Regions from separate parts of the Zea mays genome. Here region 2 is linked to region 1. A link is a contact called in public Hi-C data. All regions are on one chromosome and are shown on one strand. Each heading gives the region's core, a stretch centred on a gene start, on an enhancer-like site or on the middle of the called end of the contact. The rest is flanking DNA. Distances are from core to core; before and after follow the strand shown. Region 1 holds the start of LOC100217276 (Protein kinase superfamily protein). Region 2 holds the start of LOC100273132 (putative MATE efflux family protein).

The links. A called contact is a pair of places that touch in the nucleus more often than the background predicts.
Region 2: a contact with region 1 is called in a Hi-C map of endosperm, with 3 times the contacts expected there. The contact joins the promoter of LOC100273132 here to the promoter of LOC100217276 in region 1. A contact is called at or near these places in 2 of 25 Hi-C or Micro-C datasets (bundle sheath and endosperm).

Annotation. Positions count from the first base shown.
Region 1 is chr2:153,050,385-153,054,734 of Zm-B73-REFERENCE-NAM-5.0, reverse strand. It overlaps LOC100217276 (Protein kinase superfamily protein), which reads right to left and starts at 2,391. Exons shown (of 2, transcript NM_001359575.1): 1 at 1,997-2,391; 2 at 1-446. The coding sequence starts at 2,003.
Region 2 is chr2:153,846,665-153,851,405 of Zm-B73-REFERENCE-NAM-5.0, reverse strand. It overlaps LOC100273132 (putative MATE efflux family protein), which reads right to left and starts at 1,789. Exons shown (of 7, transcript NM_001147579.1): 1 at 1,330-1,789; 2 at 585-1,126; 3 at 417-503; 4 at 249-305; 5 at 1-158. The coding sequence starts at 1,680.

The DNA.
Region 1 (4,350 bases), core at 1,142-3,641:
TTTGGAGCTTGTGCTGTGTATACAGGCAACTGAAAATGGCATTGATTCATCAGGACCCCAGAAAGTTTGCCACAGTCCTTTAATGCTTGCATGAAGGAAATCCTCTAAAGCAAGATATGCAGTAGCTTCAAAAACATCTGATGTCGATGCATATAGGGCATTTGGCATCCGTACTAGCTGCTGAAAAGTAACACTCTCCAGAGCGTAATCAAAACTCTGTAATTCTGTAAGGTCGAAAGGAACATCAAAAGATGGCTTCCTGAAACCACAATCTTCACTGTGACCAGAGAACCAATCCTCTAGGCTTGAAGTTAAAAGTTCACTGTCCACAAACTTCCGGAGAAAATCTTTGCATGTTGATGATGAGAAATTACGGTGCCGGCCTCGTGAGGAAGTACTAGACTTCTTTTGTGCTGAACCGACTGATATATGGTCAGGCGATTGGTCTGCAAAATCATGTCAAATCCATCAGTTACTAAGTGTAAAGTTTGTACAAATGGATGTTCAAGTAGTATATACTATGAAAGGTTCGAGAAACTCTAAGATCCCAGATGAGCAATCAGACAACAAGTAGCAGAGAAACAATAGAGTACTGAAGATAGCAAGTGTAGCATGAAACAATACATCACAAGGAAAACTGGCACATAGAACTATAGAAGTTACTCTACAATGATGTCTACTTGGTTTAATCAATCAGTACCTAAACACAATCATATATGGGCATGATTTTTTGAGAGATTTTTCTGGATGTACCAAACAAGTCCATACAAGTCAAAGGAAAAGCACAGGAACTTAAGTATAGATTCAATATTCAAGACGATCAGAGAATGATCATCACTCTACTAAAAAATGACTTTTCAAGTCAACCTGAATTTACCACAATTATCTCTAGAAACCCCCCAAAAAAGAACAGAACCAGTGCTGGCAGCTCCCACATAAGTGGGGTATGGGGAAGTGATAACCGAGACAAGCCTTACCCCTACATTTTATGCAGAGGCTGCGTCAAACCCAGGACCTTTGGCCCAGAAGAAAGGCTTCTTACCACTGTGCTAAAATTTTAAAATATACGATATAAACTTGCTGCATTTTGCAATTTTTACTTCAATTATATTGTGTCACAAGGGGGGCACAAGAACGTAGCATTGCTGCTGACCAAAGAATACATGGGATCTATGCTTGAACACCACAAAAGCTGAGAAACTTGGGGGCCCAATGTGCAAGCAACGAACTCTAGAATGTGGTATATTCAACTGAACTTGTGATTGGGGAGCTGTGGATTTGTAATTTCGGTAATACCATTTTTATGCTAACCCACAGGACAGGAATTGACTCGCTTTCCTTTCTGCATAGGGCCTCGTTCGTTTGTCCCAGATTCATCCAGGAATCATTCCAGTTGACCAAAACTTATATAAATTAGGCAAACAATTCAGCTATCCCATCTGAATTTCTATCAATCTGAAACCCGAAACTGAGTAGGATACATTCCCAAACCTGACCTGGCACTGCCTTAAAATACACGTTAAATCTTATCAGCAGGCTCACATCACCTGCGAAGCATTCACAGCCTACTTCCACCGTATATGAAGCCAACTATAGACCCGCGCTCAAACCTAAAATCGAAGTTTGGGATCCCATAGACACATTGGCAATGCGAAAAATAGATCGTTTGCTTGCAGTTGCAGCTCTCCCGAATCCCAGCGCCAAATCCACTCAAAAGAAGAAAGAACGAAAAGAAAGAAAAAAAATCAAGGAGCAGGACAAGCAATCCGTCCAGAATTTGCTGTGCTTCGACAAAGGTGCAGGCCCGAAGCGGGGAGAGTGGAAAATCCAGGGCGAAACAGCGCCGCCCAAAATCCTACAGCTCAGGGAAACCCCGCGGCAGATCTAGAACGGAAAGCTACAAATCTAATCTACCCCAAGAAGGAAAAACCAAGTCCAGCAGAGCGCAGAGCGAGAGAGAGAGAGAGGGAGGGGAGGGTCGGGTCGTAGTTCGTACCTTCCATGGGGCGGGCGGGTCGTCGTCGTCGTCGTCGTCGCTAGATTGGAGCGGGAGTGGTAGGGGTAGAGCGACTACTCCTCCCCAACTGCCTCCGCGCAGGCGCAGCAGCTCCGTGGTCGCTGGACGGCCGCCCCAGCCCCGAGAAAAGACATCAGTCGCCCTCCGGAAACAGACGGAAGGAGGTAGAAAAAAGGTGGGGGGGTTTATTTCGGGAGAAATCGATCGGCGATTTCTTTTCTTTTCTTTGTTCTTCCCACCGATCCCCGAATTCCGGTGGCGAGCGACGGCAGAGCGGAGAGAGCTTTGACTGGGACTGCCAGTGCCAGCCCGACTGTTTGTTGATTTGTTCCCCCTTTCCTCGCTCGCCGGCTCGACTCGGCCGGCGGCCCCCAGACGGCCAGACCCCAGTGGACCTTTTCTCCTTTTTTTTTTCTTTTTTCCTTTTTTTTTACTGGGATAGGAGGAGTGGGAGATGGAGAAGGGAGCAGAGCAGAGCAGCAGAGCTCACCTTTTTGTGCGTGCGCGCGTGCGCTGTAGCTGAGCTGTGATGTTTTGGGCTTTTGCTTCTGTGGACTCTGCTGTTGGCTTGGCAGCAACTGTACACATGAGATGGATTATTTGGCTATTCATTAATCATTAGCACGTCCAAAATGCTCAGAATGCCCTAGTTCCGTCTGCTGTGTTATGTGGACACAAGAACATACACGTACGTACACACATGTATACACATACAAAGGATTATATATTGTTGGGTACCATATGTGACACCTGTGAGATGCGGGACAGTTGGGCTCTGTGATCGGATAGTTTGGGCCGGTACGCCCATACGCGAGGACAGTCTATGACTAAAATTAGATCAAGTCGATTAAACTTATTTTTCGTATGTGTTTATTTAACTAAACTCATGGATTCTATTGTAGAATACTTAGAAACGGATCTAGACTTCTCCTATATATATATATATACATATATATATATATATATATATATATATATATATATTAGAGCAGGTATAACGGGAGCCCTGGGCTTCGGATATTAAAGAAAGCCCAGGTCGGTTATGTGGTCTGGTCCGCTGAGACAAGCGCGCCTGTGTTACGCGGATAGACGGCATGCAGGGAAGACGACGCCGTTACGCGGTTGATTCAATGGCAAGGCGGTAAACATTTGGAAGTGGTGCGGAATTATAGGGAATAATTTCCACATGCAAACGTGATTACTCTGTTACGTGGGCACGAAATTTATGGATCTTGCATGAGGTGAAATGGTGGCGGGTAAATAGAATGTAGAATAAGATGTTGAAGGATATGGCATAAAATCGGTAATGTACAAAAAGTGCATAAATAGTATATACGTTGTGGCGTAAAATGTTGAGTCATTGTGCGTAAGTATTGTGTTAGGAAAATTAGTTTTATATGTACATCGCTAGAATATCGGGACGGTTTCGGAAAATAATGGAAATACCCTGGAAACGTGGATGCGGTTACTTGTATAGTATCCGTGATTTCCTTTCATCGGAAAAAACACCACAAAGCCTGCATAACCATTTGGAGGTGGAGATGGCCGGCTCTGGAGAGTCGCCGGCGATGGTAGGAGGTGGCGTTCATCTTGATCTAGAGACAGAGGGAGGAGTTGATGGTAACTCACTGGTCACACCACCTCCTGCTCTACTGGGTCTTGTAATCGACGAGATGAGTATAGGGGAAGAAGGAGAACAAATGGTCCGACCTCCTATATCCAATATTAGCTCCAGGGAGATGGATACGCCTCAAATACTGCATTCACATGTAAGTCCAATTGTTGTGTTTGATTCTTGATTGATTAGATTGTTATGATCATATTCCATCGTACAAACAACAATGTCAATTAATTTGCAGAAAAAAACATTGATCCAACTATAGTGCCAATGGTAGGGATGACTTTCAAGGATGTTGATGATGCATATAAATTCTATAAAAGGTATGCATATGAAGTTGGATTTCCACTAACGAAATACAGAGAGAAGACATTCAGTAAGTGGATAAATTGTTCACGTGAAGGTAAAAGTGCACCAAAATCAAATGATACACCTAGGATGAAGAATATGACTTCGGGGCGTACGCAATGTAAGGCTGGAATAAAATTAAAAAAAATATGATGATGAACAAAAAATGGTTGTAGCTGCAAAAATTGAGCTGGTAAACTTGGAGCATAACCATGAGTTCATAACTGACGAAGCAGAGAAACAACATTTACGTTGCAACAAAAGTAGGGATGCTGAATTCATAAATTTTGTTGATGCAATGCATGATAGCCGAGTGCCGCAGCATTGCATAGTTGATTTTATATCAGAAATGCATGATGGGCCAGAG
Region 2 (4,741 bases), core at 540-3,039, 800 kb before region 1:
CCTGGCTGTCGGTGAATATGTAGGCGAGGCCTCCGCGGAAGAGGAGGAACAGCACGAACAGCACGGACCCGATGATGGAGGAGGTGGCCACCACGTTGTAGATGGCGAACTTGGCCCTCCTCGCGCTCCCGGCTCCCAGCTCGTTCGCCACCCGTACTCTGATGAATGATGAAGGCGTTGTGACTTGTAGTGAGTGTTGCTTAATGAAAATAAAAAGAAAAAGAAAGAATCTGGAGGTGGGTGGTTACCCGGTTGCCGCCAGAAAGCCGATGGAAATCATCATCTCCCAGCCGTTGATGTTGAGGCTGCACGTTTCATTCGCCGATACATATATAGTTAGCAGCTAGCTAGGACCTGTCCAGGATCTGTAGGACCTGCTGATGGCAACACAACACAACACAATGCGTAATCCCTACCATATTGAGAGGGCGTCCAGCGCAACCTCTGCGTTCTTCATGTACCCAGTGAGCAGCACCAGTATGGTGTTGTACCACAGCTCCAAACTGTAAAGCAGCGCAATTGAATCTGTATCACATGACCACATCACAGCGCTAGCCATAGGTGACGACTCTTCTCAATTTTACCAGAGCATGACGCCAGACGACAGCGACAGCCTGACGATGGCGGCGAGGTCGGCGAAGGCGGCGGAGGAGAAGCCGGTCCAGGTGCGCGGGCACCCGCCGAAGAAGACGAAGGCGAGCTGGCCGAGCACGGGGATCCACATGGCGACAACCATGGAGCCCATGACGCCGGCGAGGCCGAGGCGGAGCCTGGCGGTGGCCAGCCAGGACAGGAGCAGGTGGAGGCCGAGGTTCAGCATGGCCAGGTACGTGATCACCGCGTTCTTGCTCTGCGCCTGCAGGTACATCTGCAGCGTGAAGGACCACACGTAGGAGAACATCACGGGGATGTACCAGCGCGAGATGGTCCCGGCCACCGCCGCGATAGCCGGGTCCTGCCCCAGCGCCACCAGCAGCGGCTCCGTGAACAGGTACACGGGGAGCAGCGCCACGGCGCACGCGAACAGGATGATCCACGACCGCTGCAGGTAGATGCCCAGCATGTGGTACTGCCTCGCGCCGTACGACTGCCCGCACAACGTCTCCAGCGCGCTCGCCATGCCCAGCTGCAACGCAACGCAATGCAGACAGCAGAGCACGTCATTACGGTGTGTGTGCCGTGTACGTTACGTACTTGCTTGTGGTGTGGCCACAAATGAAAGGCTGCTACGTGACTGGTGGTGTGCTGTGTGTGGTCCGTGTCGTCGTCCCATGCAACTGTAGTTAGCTAGCAAGCTAGTAGATCTGAAGTAGACACGGAAAGGCTCACCAGGATGCCGTTGCTGAACCTCATGAGCACGGTGGAGACGAGCGCGTAGGCGGCCAGCTCCGTGGCGCCGATGTGGCCGATGAAGGCCTGGCTGATGACGGTGACGCCGAAGGAGGAGAAGCGCGTGAAGATGGACGGCCCCGCCACCACCCACAGCCTCTTGTTCTCCTCCCACACGCGCCGCCGCAGCGGCAGCGCCGACCACTCCGCCTCCGCCTTGCCGGCGCCAGCCCCGTCTCCTGCTGATGTTCCGTTGCGGTGCTGGTGGTCCGACGCCGCCCGTGGCTCCAGCAGCGGCGCCTTGTTCGTCGCCTCCTCGCCCCATCCGCCGCTGCTCTGCTCCTCTTCCATCTCGCCGTCGCCGGGGCTCTGTCTCTGTCTGCTTAGGAATCAAGAGGAGGTAGCAGTAGGGCAGTAGCACACGGGCGTTGGATGCCACAATAAGCAATGAGGAGCTGACATGGGTCCGTCGCGGCCGGGGTAGGTGTGGCATGCGTGGTTGAACGCGATGACAGTGGATCGGACGAGATTGCCCCCGCAGCTGTGGCGGTAGCTGGGTTGGTAGGGAGGGTACGACGGGCAATGAAGTCTTCCCTCCTCGGCTCCTCGCTAGATGGCCCCGCCGGCCAATCATCATCCTGACTCCTAAGGCCACACACGTGTATTGTTCCTCCTTTTTCCAGTCTAGGGGCGGCTGTGGCCCTCCTCAAGGCGGCCAGCCCGCAGGCCGCAGCACGCCTACCTCGTTTCCTAGAATTCTACACACATGCATCATACTCCCTCCAGTGCAGTAAAGGTAGTCGTTTAGGACATGATTGTGCATACCAAGGAGTGATTAATTATCATAGAGTTTTCCCTGTTTGCCCCTATTAAATAGGGATATGGGTGCATTAATGTCACTAAAACAATCAGGCTTGATTGGTTGCTGTAGCAGCTCCAAGGCATTCTAGACTGGAGGTCTCAAGTTTGATTCCTCTTAAATACATCTTTTTTTGTGCAATTACTAGGGGCAACAACGTCCAAATCTCAGACCCACGCGCGCCATGACTTCTTTTTGTGCACACTCGGTCACGCGCAGGATGACTTCTTTTACTGCACCGGAGGGAGTACATGGCCAGAGAGAGAGAGAGTAATACGTACGGAGTACGTACCTACGTACAACTATCCTATACCTAATAATAAGCTATCGACTTAGTTTGCCGATCAATCATTCGAATGAGCCGTAGAGACTCCAACTAACCCTTTTTTCAAATGCAACTGTAATCCATAAAAACAAAACATTGTAAAAACAGTAGAAATCGATACAAATTAAAGTCAAGCGAACAGGCTCTAAGGCCCTGTCCGCTTACTGTGTGACGCTTTCGACCTTCTTCGTTTTGTACGAGATTGTATCCGGAATCGTTCCGACTGATTAAATTTTATATAAATTAGAGAAGTAATCCAAATAGGAATTATTTCAGCCAACCAATCCATAAAAACCAAACAGGGCCTTCTTTGGAACCGTTCCAGCTGGAACCATAAGGCAAAACGCGCTCCCCGAGGTCGCGTAGGGTCGAATCACGATTCACCTGAGACCCCACTTATCGGCTGCCCAAAAACCACGTCTCGTCCAAGCCCATCCTCGAACAAAGGCCGTGCCCGCACGGATCCTCGACTGACCGAGGGCCCCGCCTCTGACGAGAAGCAAAAATCTGCCTCGCCCGAGGGCATCTCGGGCGAAGGCCTAGCCTCGAGCCCAGACTCGACCAAAAGTTCTCAGGAACCGCAAAATGTGCGCATTAAATGCGACTAGTACAAACACCTTCTCTGCCAATGACGCCGCAGTCAACAAAGGACAATGTGACCATGGTCCCATCTACTCTCACCGTTCACGATGACGCACGCCCACGAATATCGGGCACTGCTCCCCCGCTCCGGTCACTATTCTCAACAACTCCGGATGGGACATACGACATCTAGGCACAACCTTAGCCTCGGGAGGGAACTCCGCCTCGCCCGAGGTCGGCCTCGGCCTCAGGAGGGAACTCCGCCTCGCCCGAGCTCCGTGTCGGCCAAATGCCTTGGCAGTGGCGCATTAAATGCCACCAACTCCCCGCGAATCCCGCAGGAGACCACTCCGACTACTGTTCTGGCCACTCCCAGCATGACTGCATGTCCAGGCGCAAACCCGACCATAGCCTCAGGAGAAATCTCCGTCTCGCCCGAGCATGGCTTGGCCAACAACATCAACAAAAAGAACACCCGACACCACCAACCCTTTCGCAAAAAATGCTGACAACGGGATGGCTACAGAAACTATAGGGCTGATGTCAAGTTTGCTTTACACCATTTCGCATGAGATACATGTCGGATTACCATGCACTTTTCACCATACTAATCGCTATTTCAACCACTACGACTCAGACGTCTCGTCCATGGGATGGGCTCGGGTACGCATCCGAGCCCCGACCCTAGCCTCGGCTCTCTTCTTGGTCAAAATATGGATATAGGAACCAGACACCTGTAACACCCCTGGTGTTACTGTCACTAAAACTTGATCATAACATCATAAGCATTGGCATTGCATATGTTTGACACACCTAGAGTGCATTCACTAGGCAAAAATTTCAAACAAGTTGTATTGAGATGATATTTTGCAAATAAAACCCTAGAGTAGGGTACTTAACCTTAAAAGGGGTCAGAAGGGTAAAACAAAATCCAAATAGATAAAACACTAAAGCTTAAGTGAAATAGTCATGAAATGTTACTAAGAATGGACCTAAATTACATTCACACCCCTGAAATACCAAAAACCCTAAAAAGGAACCCTGGAAAACCCTAAACATAAACCATAGGGGGCTAAGTGCAAAATCAGTGCACTTTTGGACTAAAGTGTAAAAACCATGATAATAAGGTGTCCTTAGTCATATGGTTTACAATCATGAAGAGTTACAAGCTAAACCCTGAATTTTGGACCTATTTGCAAAAAGACCCTATTGGTGTTCTAAAGGCTAAGTCTGAAATTCAGTATTTGAGCTCATCTTTGAGGCTTTGTAACTTTCAAATTATAAGGTTTTTGCCCTAGGCCACCACATCAATTTTGTAGATCTATCAAAGGTGAACAATTTTGTTTAAGGGGTTAAACATTGTTGTTATGAAGAATTTGGAGATAATTCAGCTCAAAGTCGAGCTGTCAGGCTGTTTGCAGTCTGAAATTCAGACTAACAGTGATACTGAGTCAACTTTGAACTGGAAATCAACCCTGATCTAATGTGAATTTGGCCATGGTTGCTATAGCAAGATTGTTGTTGGATCATCAGACAACAACTTTGTTACTGGCCGATCCACTGGTTGCCATAGAAATTTGAGAGAGATTTGAGCCCAAACTTTGACTGTCAGGTGCACTGAAAGGAACTCGCGATGGTACAGTAAC